4 separate regions of the Mus musculus genome follow, and regions 2, 3 and 4 are each linked to region 1. Evidence: chromatin contacts called from public HiChIP or PLAC-seq and promoter capture Hi-C data. All regions are on one chromosome and are shown on one strand. The core of a region is the stretch at or near the end of the contact, and the rest is flanking DNA. Distances in the headings are between cores, read along the strand shown. Region 1 holds the start of Ncln (nicalin). Region 2 holds the start of Med16 (mediator complex subunit 16). Region 3 holds the start of Wdr18 (WD repeat domain 18). Region 4 holds the start of Atp5d (ATP synthase, H+ transporting, mitochondrial F1 complex, delta subunit).

Region 1 (3,236 bases), core at 374-2,873:
CTGCCCCCGATGGCCTCCCTCCTCCAGTTCAGGTTCTCTGTCTCTGTGTGGGGAGGATAGAGCCACCCACTCCAGGTCTGGGGCAATCTCAACTGGTCCTGTAACCCCGCAGCCTCGCCCTTCCTGTTCTGAATCACGGAGATATGCTGTGGCAGGGAGCTGTGGACCCTACCATGTGATAGTGCAGCTGCAAGCCATGCATGGCTGCATAAAATTCATTAAAATGAACGAAACCTCCACATTCCGTTTCTCAGTGTATTGTAACCGAGGCGCGCTGGCAGTGACTCTAGGATGGTAGGGATTGTCACAGTTATAGATGGCAGAAGTTCACGCTGTTGGACACACATCATCTGTTTTCTTTTCTACACTTTCAGTTCTGATTGTCTGTGGCCTCGGTATACAGTTGGCAGTTATCACTCACCCGGGGGAAAGGACCACAAGTTTGAGTCTTAGAATCTGTTTTCTTACCTAAGGCAAATGGTCTTCAGAGAAGGCACCATCCCCAAGTTCTCCACAGGCTTCGAAAGCCAGCACTCACCAGTCGCGAATCTTACTCAAAGTCAGTTCATGCCAGTTTGCATATCAAATTCCCACCTGTGGCTGCCAGTGGGTGGGTGGCAGTGTCTGGTCTTTTATTTCTTATTTATTGTATTTCTAGAGGTGTGAGTGACATATAATTTTAATTCACATCTTAACTTACCCCAAGACACAGGGACTAGTCAAATCCATTGAAGTTGCAATAGGGCAAACCAAAAATGTTAGGTTAAATATGTCCCAAGTATGAACAGGGATACTAAAGACCTCCCATCGTCACACTAGTCTCATTTTAGCTATCTTGATCTCCCCACTGCCATTAAAGTCCGCGCCAATTCTTGCCTTCCTACCTTACCACCTGCCCCGAATATTATTTTTTTAACCAGCTTTTCACTCATTCACTTAAATCCTGTAGAACACCTGTAGTCAGAGTGTCTTGTGATCAGAGAGCTAGCACCTTCAAGACAAAGGCCTCACCTCTCTCTCTTTCTCTTTTATTTTATTTTATTTTATTTTCTCGCATTCTAATCCCCTCTCCTTTCAAAGACTAAAAGAACGACTCTAGTTCCCATATTCCTTTGTGCTTGCCCGATAGGACTACAATTCCCAGAGAAACAAGGCACCAGGCGGGCACTTTCTCTTTCCTTTCCTACATCTTTCCGGGTCGAACGGTCACGTCCTGCACTTTAGGTTTTGGATTGTCCTTTCATTAACGACTCCAAACATGGGGCTTAAACAAGATTTACTGGGAATGGTTTTTAATAGCTTTGTAAGTCATCTGTGTTTTGCGGCTTGGATGAGTTCAGTAGCAGTAGATTGTCCACCATAGCTTCTAGGAGCGGCACAGTGGGACTACAACTTCCAGGGGGCTCCGCGCATAAGGACTGTCACAGCTTCCGAGAGGCCCTAGTGCGAGTCTAAGTGTGCCTACAACTCCCAGGGTTCCACAGCGCGCGGAGCCGTTTAAAACGAGGCTCGCTCACAAGAAAGACTACATTTCCCAGAAGGCGGCGCGGCAGACAGGGCCGTCCGCAGTGCTGCCCGAAGGACCCTAGGGCAGGCGCGGGCTGTTCGTGGCTCTCCCCGAAGGACCTCAGCAGCCGCCCATGCCGAGCTGAGTCCGCCGAGCCTCGGCCGCTTCCCGTCGCCCTCCGTCGCTGCCGCCTTTGCGGCCTGCCGCCCGCCGGGATGTTGGAGGAAGCGGGCGAGGTGCTCGAGAACGTGCTGAAGGCGTCGTGCCTGCCACTCGGCTTTATCGTCTTCTTGCCCGCCGTGTTGCTGCTCGTGGCGCCGCCGCTGCCCGCCGCCGACGCCGCGCACGAGTTCACCGTGTACCGCATGCAGCAGTACGACCTGCAGGGCCAGCCATACGGTGCGCGACCCCTGACCTCTTCTCTTGACGCCGCCGTCCCCCTTACTGCCACACTAGTCCCCCAGTCACTGCGATCCTCCCACTGTCAGGCAGAGGAACTCCGACTGCTATCCCGGTCTCCCCATTGACTTACTGTTCCTGGCAGCTCTGTTCCCTCAGTTCCCCTGCTGTTTCACTGACTCCTGTCACCCCATCCCATCATCGCCACCCTGATTCCTATCTCTCCTCGATCCCATGTCACCCTGATCCCTCTCTGTCAGCGGTTGCCTCAGACCACTCTCAGGCCGGCGTCAGCCCCCGGGCCTGGTGTCCTGGGGTTTCCTGGGGCCTTGGTTCCCACAGTACCATACTTTCACCCCTTTGCTCTGCTCCCCACTCCTCGCCAGGGTTCCCCAGGATCTCTGTCCCCATGCCTAGGTTTGGGGCCTCTCAGAGCTTCCCGCACCCTGCTCTTTGGTTTGCCTCTCAGCCTTGATACTGTCTTTGCCTGAATGCCAAGGCCGGGCCCCCATTTTTGAGCGGGTGTGGCAGCCTGGTGTGTGCACCCAAGCCTATGTGGCCCCTATACCCAGAATTGCATTAATTTCTCTTTAAAACTGTGTTGCCATGGCAGGGGTCATGTTGCTGCCCCAGCTCGGGGAGCTCTAAGGGGTCGAGGCCAGGTGGCTGCCCAGCACCTTGCAGGACCCAGAACAGTGGCCCCAGAACAGTGCCCTGGCATGTAGAGCACCCTGGGGTGGGGGACCTTACCCTAGGCCAAGGAGTAGGTGGCCAGGTGTCCCAATGTCGTAAGCATTTGCTTGCAGATCCTTGTGGCCTGGTATCTTCGGAAGGGCCACCTGCTAAACTGCCACTGTGGGGTGTCACTGATGGCGGGGGAACCGTGGACACCACTAAGCTGTGAAGCATAGCTTCTGAGCTCCCACAGTTGTTCCAGAGCATTCCGCGATCTGGAGGGCAGTTCCTAGACCATGCATTTCCATGTCTGGGTCTCACATGCACAGAATCTTGGGTGGGCCGGTCTGTGAATAAGCTCATGTATTGTGGACCAGATGCCTAACGTGACTTTCTCACCCATCCTTGGCTGGTTAAGAACTAATGGGCTCTTGCATCTTGTCTACACCCTGGAGGACTCGTGATGGGGCAGCCAGCCAGAGCAGGTCTTTAGAAACCCTGGGCATAAGTTCTTTGAGTTCCTCAGCCCCTGGCCACTCCACAGCCTTTCCGCACCTCTCCTTACCCAACTTCCCCTGGGCCTTGTTGAGAAATAACCAACGCTGGTGGGAAACGAGACTTGTGGGTGTGACTGTGACACCGGCTACCATCCCTC
Region 2 (3,236 bases), core at 259-2,758, 1.6 Mb after region 1:
TCTGTGTGTGTGTGTGTGGCGCACATGTATGCACGCCATGTGCCATGAACCTGGACAAGCATTGTCTCAAGGGCTCATTTTATGCTTTTTTTTTTTTTTTTTTTTGGTGATGTGTGTATCTTGTCCCCAGCTCCCTAGGCCCTGCCTGCCTTTCAGACTGTCCTCTCCTCCTCCTTCTCCCCTCTCCTTATGCCAGGGGTCCAGGACTTCCAGCCAGAAGCCTCTGACCTTGTGTTCCCTGTCCCCTCCCCTGTCCCCTCTGCTGCTCAGCATAGCTGTGGTCACTGCAGAGGTCTTATATGTTCAGCAGGCCTGGCCCTCCTTCCCTTCCCCTTCTGTGTGATTCTTTGAGCTTGGGGGAAAGGGACGATTTTAATAAAGCCTTGGTGCTCGAGTCCTGTCCCCGTGTTTGTCTTTAGGTTTGGTGGGGGTGGGTGAGACTGGGAGATCACTGAGGGCACGAGCTAGCAAGCTGGACACGGGGGAACCTCAAAGTCTCTATAACATTAGTTCATTTTACAACATGTAAAATGCTTAAAGATGAGGTGCCAGGTTGGGGTTCGATGGGGAAAGCAATTGGTTAGCATGCTCAAAGCCCTGGGTTCCATCCCCAGCACCATTTAAACCACATGGTGACCAGTGACAAGTGATTTTGAGGCCAGCCTGGGCCATGTGGTAGACAGGTCTCATTGTTGGACACCTCTGAATCCTAGCACTCAGGAGCCAGAGGCTGATGGATCTCTGTGAGTTCAAGGCCAGCTAGTCTACATAGCCAGGGCCATACAGTGAGACCCTGCCTCAAACAACAGTCACTTGAGGGCCAGCAAAATGGTTAAGCACGTTAAGGTGCTTGCCGCCAAGCTTGATGATCTGAGAGCAAGAACCAACTCCTTGTCCTCTTACGTGCACTGTGGAAGGCACACTTATACACACACACACACACTCACACAGGAGCCCGTGGCTTGGTGGTACACCTCTGTCATCCCAGTAGGTAGGTAGAGGCAGTCACTGGAGAACCTCATCAGTGTCAGGCCAACCTGAGCTATACAGTGAGCAACGAGCTCTGCTGTCAAGAAACAAAATAGAAAAAACGTGAGTGAGCCTCCAATAGGATGTTAGGGTGCTTGTCAGTTCCTCTGAGGAACAAAATATGGAACGCTTCACGAATTTGCGTGTCATCCTTGCGCAGGGGCCATGCTAATCTTCTCTGTATCGTTCCAATTTTAGTATATGTGCTGCCGAAGCGAGCACAAACAAGGCTTTTCTCCAAGGGATATTTATAGTCTCAAAACACACAATTACTTTACAGTTAGGGTGAGTTTCCTTTTGTGCTGTTTTTTAAAATAATAATTTAGTATTTGTATCTCTTATAGAAATCCAAGCCTATCATGTAAAATGTAGCTAGTATTAAAAAGAACAGATTATCTGTCTTTTATCGCACATTAAGCCTCTATAGTTACTAGGAAATATTATATGCAAATTAACCGGGGCAGGGGAGTAGCCGAGCTTCTCCCACAAGTCTGTGCGAGGGGGCCGGCGCGGGCCTAGAGATGGCGGCGTCGGATCCCGGGCGTTGGGGCGAGTGTGGACCGCGGCCGCCGGGCCGACTGGGCGCCCGGGGCGGACAGGTTAGTACGGCGTGCGGGGTACGGGACTCGTGGCTGGTGCGTTTCAGGCTAAAACCGCGAGCGGAAGGCCGAGGGGCGGGGCTTGCGGGGTCAGAGGGCGGGCCTGGGAACAAAGCTTGCTGGGTAGAGGCCGTTGTGGGAGGGATGTGAATAGGGGGAGCCTAAGGCGACGGGGTTGAGGAGGGGGCGTGGTCCGAGGGGCTGAGCCTCCCTGGGAGGGGCGTGGCCTGAGTTCAGAAGTTGGATGGAGGGGCAGAGTCTGAAGAAATAAGACTGATAGAGAGGGATGTGGCCTAGGGAGCGGAGTCTAAGGTGGGCCGGGGTTGGGGGTGCTAAAGATCTGAGATCGATGCAGAGAGGTGACCTAGTAGTCACAAGCTGAGCAGAAACTGAGGCTGAATTTACCAGTTTGGTTTGGAGGCGGAGCCTAGGGTGATTAGACAATGTGGGTGGAGCTTAACGAGCTTGGGCGGGAGGTGGTGGAGGTGTGTGTGTTAAGACTCAGGATTTAGCCGGGTGTGGTGGTTCACGCCTTTAATCCCAGCATTTGGGAGGCAGAGGCTGCGGATTTCTGAGTTCGAGGCCAGCCTGGTCTACAACGTGAGTTCCAGGACAGCCAGAGCTATACAGAGAAACCCTGTCTCGAAAAACCAAAAAGAAAAAAAAAAAGACTCAGGCTTTTTGCCAGGCGCACGCCTTTAATCCCAGCACTTGGGAGGCAGAGGCAGGCGGATTTCAGAGTTCGAGGCCAGCCTGGTCTACAGAGTGAGTTCCAGGAGAGCCAGGGCTACACAGAGAAACCCTGTCTCAAAAAAAAAAAAACAAAAAAAGGCTCAGAATTTGAGCCTTGGATGTTAACTTGTTGAGAGTATTGTGTGGCATGGGCTGCTGCGGGGTCTAAGCTACTAGGTCCCAGGCAAGGCTTGGAGACTGAACTAGAGTGTAGACTGAGGCCCAGACTGAAGTGGTAGGGGTGGGCCCGGTTGTGTGTGTGGAGGGTGCTTAGCGTTTGTAGGCTGAGCTCAGGCTGATCTGGGTTGCCTAGGGAGGAGTGACCCCAGGCGGGGCATCATGGATTTTATAGCAGGGCTCTCGCTGGAGAACATTCTAGACACCCTTTAGCTGGGAGCTGCTATAGAGCACTGCCTCCCTTTTCCCCAGGAGCCAGGGACCGTGCTGGGTGCGGTGGGTATGATGGACCTGGCCTATGTGTGCGAATGGGAGAAGTGGGCCAAGAGCACGTACTGCCCGTCGCTGCCCCTGGCTTGTGCCTGGTCCTGCAGGAACCTCATTGCCTTCACCACAGACCTACGCAATGATGACCAGGGTGAGTGCTGGCTCTCCTTACCTGGCTAGGACCTGGGGATCAAGACCATGTGGGTGGGCTTGCCAGGTGTGGCTCCACTGTGCCTCAGATCTGGAAGGCTCGTGGTGGCAGAGCCAGACACTCTGATGCCAGTTAGAGGGTTTTGAGAGGCCAGGGAAAGCAAGGTGGGAGAAGAGACATACATACACTGCTCACCATCTTCCAACAATGTTAAGACATGTGGCTGCACAGGATGCCCTGTCCAGGGACTAGCAGCATGGCGGAGCTTATAGGAGAGGTGC
Region 3 (3,236 bases), core at 241-2,740, 1.5 Mb after region 1:
GTGCCTACTGAGATCAAAAGAGGTGTCAAGTTCTCTAGAACTGAAGTTATGGATGGCTGTGAGCCATTCTGTGGGTGCTGGGAATTGAACCCAGGTCCTCTGCAAGAGCAACAAGTGTAGTCAATCACGGGAGCATTTCTCTTTGCTGCTGACTATGGATGTTAACTGACTTTCTGCTTCCTGCGCTGACTTCCCTCATATAAACCACAAGTGTAAATAAATGCTTTCCTCCTCCTCTGCACTGCTTCTGGTTCCTGCCTCCTCCTCCTCTGTACTAATTCTGGTCACTGCCCTTTTCTAAGTTTCTTTCCTGGTTGCTCACGACAGCACTAGAGCCACCAGCAGGTTGAACACTGTCCTGTATCTCAGTCACAAATGAGGACCCTATAGACATGGCCACATTTTTGTTTTCAGAAGTCATGGGTAAGATCTCCAAGACCACCTGCCTACCTCAGGTAAAACTGGACACCAACCAGTTTTACTCTCTAGCATTCCCAAGTGACACATACGTGTGACAAGCTGTTCTCACCTCCCACAGGTAGATGCTCTCTGCAATTCCTGCCAGGACATACAAGCCATTAGGTGCTGTGGTCAGACAGGTGACAGGCCCAGGACACATGATTTTCTGTTGGAGCTGATCCTAGGGACACAGGATACAAGACAAACTATGTGAGTATCAGAACGGAGGCAATGGAAGGTTAAAGTTTTTAGTACAGAGAGCAAGAGTAAGGGGGTTGGGGAGACAGACTGCTCAAGTGAGGGGTTGTCGGTGCGGCTCAGGGTTAGAACCACTGCCTAGAACCTCCCAGTGAAGGGCAGGGTCAGGGCTCAGCAGTAGGGATCCCAGCGGACAAGAAGGAAGCTCTGTGTTCCAGAAACATCAGAACCAGTAACCCCAGGCCTCAGTCAGTCCTGACTATGAAGATCTGCGACTCTTTACGAGGGTAACAAAAGGACGGGCCGTCGGTCTCTGTCTTCCTGCGGCTCCTCAAGATCTCTGATCTGCCATGCTGTCCAAAAGCATGACCTCTAACGGACCCCATTTTCCCTTCTGCATCAAAATTGGCGTCCCTAACACTACAAGCGTGCAAAAGCGGATTCGCCATCGATCTTCATCTGAGCACGCGTGCGTTGGCGCCATCTCCCTAGGAGAAAACCCCTCGGCCTCCGAGTACGCCCTGTCACGCAGCCACCCCAGGGTCGCCGGGACCCCAACCCTGGCGGCGCCCCAGGACTCTCGGCTGCCCCGCGGACGCTGAGGCCCCACACCTTACGCTGCAGCTCCCAGGCGCAGATGTAGTTCTTGCCCTGCTGCGCCGCCAGCAGGTACTCGCCATTGAGTAGCGCCAGGCCTCGCGGCCCCGCTTGGCCGCCTCGGTAGGTGAGCAGGTTGGCGCCCGAATGAAGCTCCCACACCACGCAGCTCCAGAGCTGTGCCGCGGCGTCAGTACACACCACCACTTCCATGGGCGCCGCCATCTTGCTCTGCCAGTCCCGCCCCTGAATCCCATCATCCTTAGAGAGACTGTTAAGATGGCTCCTGGCCGACTAGAACGGCCATAGCGCCTCCTAGAGGCCAAACTGGAAAGTCTACGCATGCGCGGTAGCTTCACCAAGCCGAGGAGGCTGTTGATTGCCTGGTGCTTTACGGGTTCCAGGAGCCCTAACGTGCGCATGCGTAAAAAGTTCGCGGCTCTGGGGCGGAGCTAGCAGCAGGTGAGAGGGCGTAGCCAGACGACCTGCACATGCGTACAAGCCAGTGCGCGAAAGGCGTAATGCTAGACCCAGCCAAGCAGGTTAAAGAACACCAGGAGCTTCTTCGGGGGCGGGGCGGGGCGGGGCGGGGCGGGGCGGGGCAAAACAAAACAAAACAAAACAAAACAAAACAAAACAAAACAAAACAAAACAAAACAAAACAAAACAAAACAAAACAAAACAAAACAAAACAAAACAAAACAAAACAAAACAAAACAAAACAAAACTGGATTCCTGCACATGCGTAGAAGACTGGGGAGTCCCTGGCCGGTCAGCACTGTATTACCTCTGTGTAGTGGAAGGTATTTTTGCTACCTGTTTGCTGGGTTTGTCTTTTTTTTTTCTTTCTTTTGTTTTCTTTTTCTTTCTTTCCTTCTTTTTTTCTTTCTTTCCTTCTTTCTTTTCGAGACAGTGTCTCTTTATGTGCTGGGTGGCCTTGAGCCTCCACCACCGGTGACCGGTTTATTTACTTTCTTTTCTTCTTCTTCTTTTCTTCTTCTTCTTCTTCTTCTTTTCTTCTTCTTTCTTCTTCTTCTTCTTCTTCTTCTTCTTCTTCTTCTTCTTCTTCTTCTTCTTCTTTTCTTCTTCTTCTTCTTCTCCTCCTCCTCCTCCTCCTCCTCCTCCTCCTCCTCCTCCTCCTCCTCCTTCTTCTTCTTCTTCTTCTTCAGATATTTACTTTATTTACATTTCAAATATTGTCCCCTTTCCTGGCTTTCCCTCTGAAACCGGTTTACTTTTTTTTTTTTAAAGATTTATTTATTTATTATATGTAAGTACACTGTAGCTGTTTTCAGACACTCCAGAAGAGGGAGTCAGATTTTGTTACAGATGGTTGTGAGCCACTATATGGTTGCTGGGATTTGAACTCCAGACCTTTGGAAGAGCCGTCGGGTGCTCTTACCCACTGAGCCATCTCACCAGCCCCCGGTTTACTTTTTAAACCTTGTTTTATAGCAAAAATATAAACCACTGATCTTTATACTTTATTTAGACCAAATGAAGTTAGTGACTTACTGCATGTAAAATCAGGCTACATACTCATCAAGGATAATATGTCTGGCTGAGGTGAATTGGTGATTAAACTCTTACCAATCGACCCACGCCCTTTATGGATTTGCCGCTTCTTTGCCCTTTCCTCTTTTGAGCCATAAATTTCAAATTTGTATTCGGTTCACTCCGTGTAGACCCAAAAGGTCAATCTCTAGCCAAGCAACCTTTAGCCTCGGGTCACAGCTGCTGGTCATAGGCCAGGTCTAAAACCAAGTGTCCCCTCCCTCCCTCCCTCCCTCCCTCCCTCCCTCCCTCCCTCCATGTGCTGTTAGTAAAGGAGATTGCAAGCAATTGTGGAATCGCAGCTGGGAATGTGGCTGCCAGAGCGCTGCGCCTGCCGTGGCAGCAGAGCTGGACGCACGGTGGGATGGTGAGCTGGGTCTAAGAGCAGCTATTGGGCCTGTGAAGGGAGCAAGGTTGCATGCTGGGTG
Region 4 (3,236 bases), core at 343-2,842, 1.4 Mb after region 1:
GGATGCCAAGATGCCAAAGGCTCCAGTCAGCGTAGGCACGTCCACTTGCTTGACGTTGGCACTGTCAAAGAACACCTGCAGAGAGTGTACACCATGGGGTAGGCATTATCCCATGCCTGCTGTACAGTGGGCACAGAGAGGATGGAATTCTGATGGGACACAGACACTACCAAGAGCTGACATTAGACTCAGCTTGCTCACCTGTGAAATGTCTATGTCTAAAAGAGTGTCTAGAAGAGGTGACTGAAACAGAGGGCAATGCAGTGTAGTGCAGCGTGCTGATCCAGCCCCTGGTATGGGGTTTCTGAGAAACCCAAAGGCTGTCTCACAACCACTCAGGAAGTTGCTATGAGGTAGTCAAAAGTGTAAAACCAACCCAGGCTTACAAATAGCATGGCTGTAAGTTGGTAAAACCTTGGCTAAGGTCTATCCAATTAAGGATATTAGGTCCAGGGCTGGAGAGATGGCTCAGTGGGTAAGAGCACTTCCGAAGGTCCTGAGTTCAAATCTCAGCAACCACATGGTGGCTCACAACCACCCATAATGAGAACTGATGCCCTCTTCTGGTTTGTCTGAAAACAAACAGTTTACTTACATACAATAAATAAGTAAATCTTTAAAGAAAAAAAAAAAAAAGGATATTTGGTCCAGGCAAACCCAACAGGATGAGGAGCTTCGGTCAATCCCAGGTGACCCCAACAGTGGCCAGGCTTCTGTTCTGAGTCCAAATCTCCTTCAGGATCTGGGTCCAGGCAATTTCCAAGAGCTCCAGGTCTGGGTACTGGTGACCCCTATCTGGGCAACAGCTTGGGGACTTGGGGAATCCCCCACGGGTAGAAACTGTGAGCCATGTAAAACCCAAAGGCATTGCTCTGTGCTCCATTGTTCATCCTAGCTCCAAGTGACACCACCTAAGCCTTGAGTAGAGCCTGGGGTTCATATCAATCTCGGGTACAACACCCAAGGACAGGGCCTGAGTGACCACCACCAAGGTGTAGAGCCTAGAACACCCCAAAACAGAAGGGTTTGTGAAGGCAAAATCTGGGTTCCAGATATAGGTGATCCACCTCCCAGAGGGTGGAGTCTTATGTCCAGGTGACGCCCTTAGGGGTGGAGCATGAAGTTTCAGTGAACACTGAGGTCGAGCCCTGGGTCCAGGTGACCCCATCCAGGGGTGAGGTCTGGGGTGGGGGGAGGTTCACAGGGCCCCATGGGGATGAAACAAATGACCTAATACAAGAGAACCTCTTCCACGGGTCAGATCAGGGGCTTGACGAGTCTGGGGGATGTGAGTTCGTACCTGCGTCGGGGAGGCAAAGGTGAAGGACATCTGTCCGGGCCCGGCGGCGGGGGCAGGTGCAGCGGCGGCCTCGGCGTATGTACGCGCCTGAAGCATCAGGCGGCGCAGGCCCGGGTGACGAAGCAGTGAGGCGGGCAACATGGTGGCGGAAAAGTCAGTGGACTCTAGCTTCGCGGGCGGCCGACACACTGGGCAAGCGAGGCGGCCTTCAGGGAGGGAGAAGGACGACGCGCGGTGCCTTCTGGGAGGCGCAGTTCCCACAAGAACGCACGCGCACAGGATTCTCCGAAGGCTGCGCGATGCAGTACGCGCTGAGCATTCTGGGAGGTATACTTTCCCTTGGCCCCACCCCTTGCAGTGATGCCTAGAAGTGGGATCCTCCTATGCCGGGTGGGTCATTCTGGGAATTGTAGTTTTCTTCGCCTTCTAACAGCAAACGACTCTGGGTTCTTGGGATGCGGTTCTTTCTGCAAACGAACATATTCCCTCAGGAGGGGAATGTTTGCGCGGAAATGATATGGGCTTGATATCAGGTGCCAAGCATTCGAGGCCCAGAAGAAGCAAACCTGTAACGTGTTGGAACAGAAGAATTAAAATGTAGAGTGCGGTGACACACTCTTGCAATCCCCGCACTCGGAACAACCTATTTCCAAAAGTGCATCAAATATAGATGGGCAGTGGTGGCGCGTGCCTTTATTCCCAGCACTTGGGAGGCAGAGGCAGGCGGCTTTCTGAGTTTGAGACCAGCCTGGTCTACAGAGTGAGTTCCAGGACAGCCAACAGCCAGGATTATACAGAAAAATCCTATCTCGAAACACACACACACACACACACACACACACACACACACACACATATATATATATGCATATGCCAGGCGCAGTTAATCCCAACTCCCCGGAGGAAGACTCAAGCGGGGCTCCATGAGTTTGAGACCAACCAGGACTACATCATGAGAAGCTGCTAAATAAATAATTAAATTTCATGATGCCCGCTGCGGTGCGTGCTGGGGAGAGGTCGTGCCAGGAAAGAAGTGCACCGGATGGCGGCAGAGGGCGCGCGAAACCTGGAGATGTACTCGCTCTTCTCCGCAGTCCCCTCCCTGCGGGCCTCCGCCCCTGCGTGCCACTGACGCAGGAGCCCGTGCGCAGGCGGCCAAGGGGCCCCACTGACGCCAGTCTTGTCCGCGCAGCCTCGCTCTCGGTCATGACGTCATCACCCTGCCCCCGCACTCACGCAGGTTCCGGCCTCCGCTCAGCTCTTGGTCCCCATGCCCCACCACGTAGGTTCACAGAAAATGCAGGCATAGGCTTGATGGGGCAAACAGAAGGAAAGCCATTAGCTTTGTTGGATCTTAGAGGAGCAGCTGGCAGCTAGAGGGTCGTGGTCACCCTTGAACCAGAGCCTGGCAGATGCAAGACTACAAGCTAGACTACAAACTTATTCTACTAACTAGAGACTCTGGCACGCAGACCTGCTCAAAAGCCAGCAGTCCTGGCCTTAATCAATCTCTATGAGAGACACCTAGTTCCCAGTCTCTATAATCTGGACAGTTTCCCTGGGCAGTGGGCAGCTAGAAACCCCATTCCCTTCCCTACTCCAGCTCTTAAACAGATACACACGCGCGCGCGCACACACACACACACACACACACACACACACACACACACACACACACCCATACCCGTCCCAGGATCCCATATCTACTCAAATGCTCCATGAAGTAAGAACTCAACGCTAGAAAGATCATGCTTGTCCGGTGGTGAGTGTCCTCTTCCTACCCCCATGGCCACTGTGCCTTACCAGACAAGTCTTCTAAAAACTAAACCTAGGGTGCTGGAGAGATAGTTCAGAGATCAGCAACGAGCACTGTTCTTCCAAGAGACGTGTGCTTCATTCTCAGTGCCCATGGGGGACAGCTAACAGTTGCCTGTAG

Evidence for each region. HiChIP or PLAC-seq counts read pairs in DNA pulled down with a chosen protein or histone mark. Capture Hi-C pulls out chosen DNA fragments and counts their contacts.
Region 2: a promoter capture Hi-C map of liver shows a contact between it and region 1, with 3 times the contacts expected there. The contact joins the promoter of Med16 here to the promoter of Ncln in region 1. A contact is called at or near these places in 2 of 39 promoter capture datasets (hippocampal neurons and liver), 1 of 484 Hi-C or Micro-C datasets (B cells) and 2 of 9 other capture datasets (liver and macrophages).
Region 3: an H3K4me3 HiChIP or PLAC-seq map of bone marrow-derived macrophages shows a contact between it and region 1, with 4 times the contacts expected there. The contact joins the promoter of Wdr18 here to the promoter of Ncln in region 1. A contact is called at or near these places in 2 of 39 promoter capture datasets (embryonic stem cells and liver) and 1 of 115 datasets of contacts at active chromatin or transcription factors (bone marrow-derived macrophages).
Region 4: a contact with region 1 is called in a FOXA1 HiChIP or PLAC-seq map of pancreatic cancer cells. The contact joins the promoter of Atp5d here to the promoter of Ncln in region 1. A contact is called at or near these places in 1 of 39 promoter capture datasets (liver), 1 of 484 Hi-C or Micro-C datasets (CD4 T cells), 1 of 115 datasets of contacts at active chromatin or transcription factors (pancreatic cancer cells) and 1 of 9 other capture datasets (liver).

What each region holds. Positions count from the first base shown.
Region 1 is chr10:81,494,750-81,497,985 of GRCm38.p6, reverse strand. Ncln (nicalin) reads left to right here and starts at 1,623. Exons shown (of 14, transcript NM_134009.3): 1 at 1,623-1,906. The coding sequence starts at 1,723. S1pr4 (sphingosine-1-phosphate receptor 4) reads left to right here. Exons shown (of 1, transcript NM_010102.2): 1 at 1-241.
Region 2 is chr10:79,907,210-79,910,445 of GRCm38.p6, reverse strand. It overlaps Med16 (mediator complex subunit 16), which reads left to right and starts at 1,508. Exons shown (of 15, transcript NM_198107.2): 1 at 1,508-1,628; 2 at 2,790-2,955. The coding sequence starts at 1,551. It overlaps R3hdm4 (R3H domain containing 4), which reads left to right. Exons shown (of 8, transcript NM_177994.5): 8 at 1-394. Gm24019 (a small nuclear RNA gene) reads right to left here and starts at 1,251; the gene lies at 1,145-1,251.
Region 3 is chr10:79,958,406-79,961,641 of GRCm38.p6, reverse strand. Wdr18 (WD repeat domain 18) reads right to left here and starts at 1,490. Exons shown (of 10, transcript NM_175450.4): 1 at 1,270-1,490; 2 at 530-640. The coding sequence starts at 1,479.
Region 4 is chr10:80,140,671-80,143,906 of GRCm38.p6, reverse strand. Atp5d (ATP synthase, H+ transporting, mitochondrial F1 complex, delta subunit) reads right to left here and starts at 1,592. Exons shown (of 4, transcript NM_025313.2): 1 at 1,301-1,592; 2 at 1-75. The coding sequence starts at 1,441.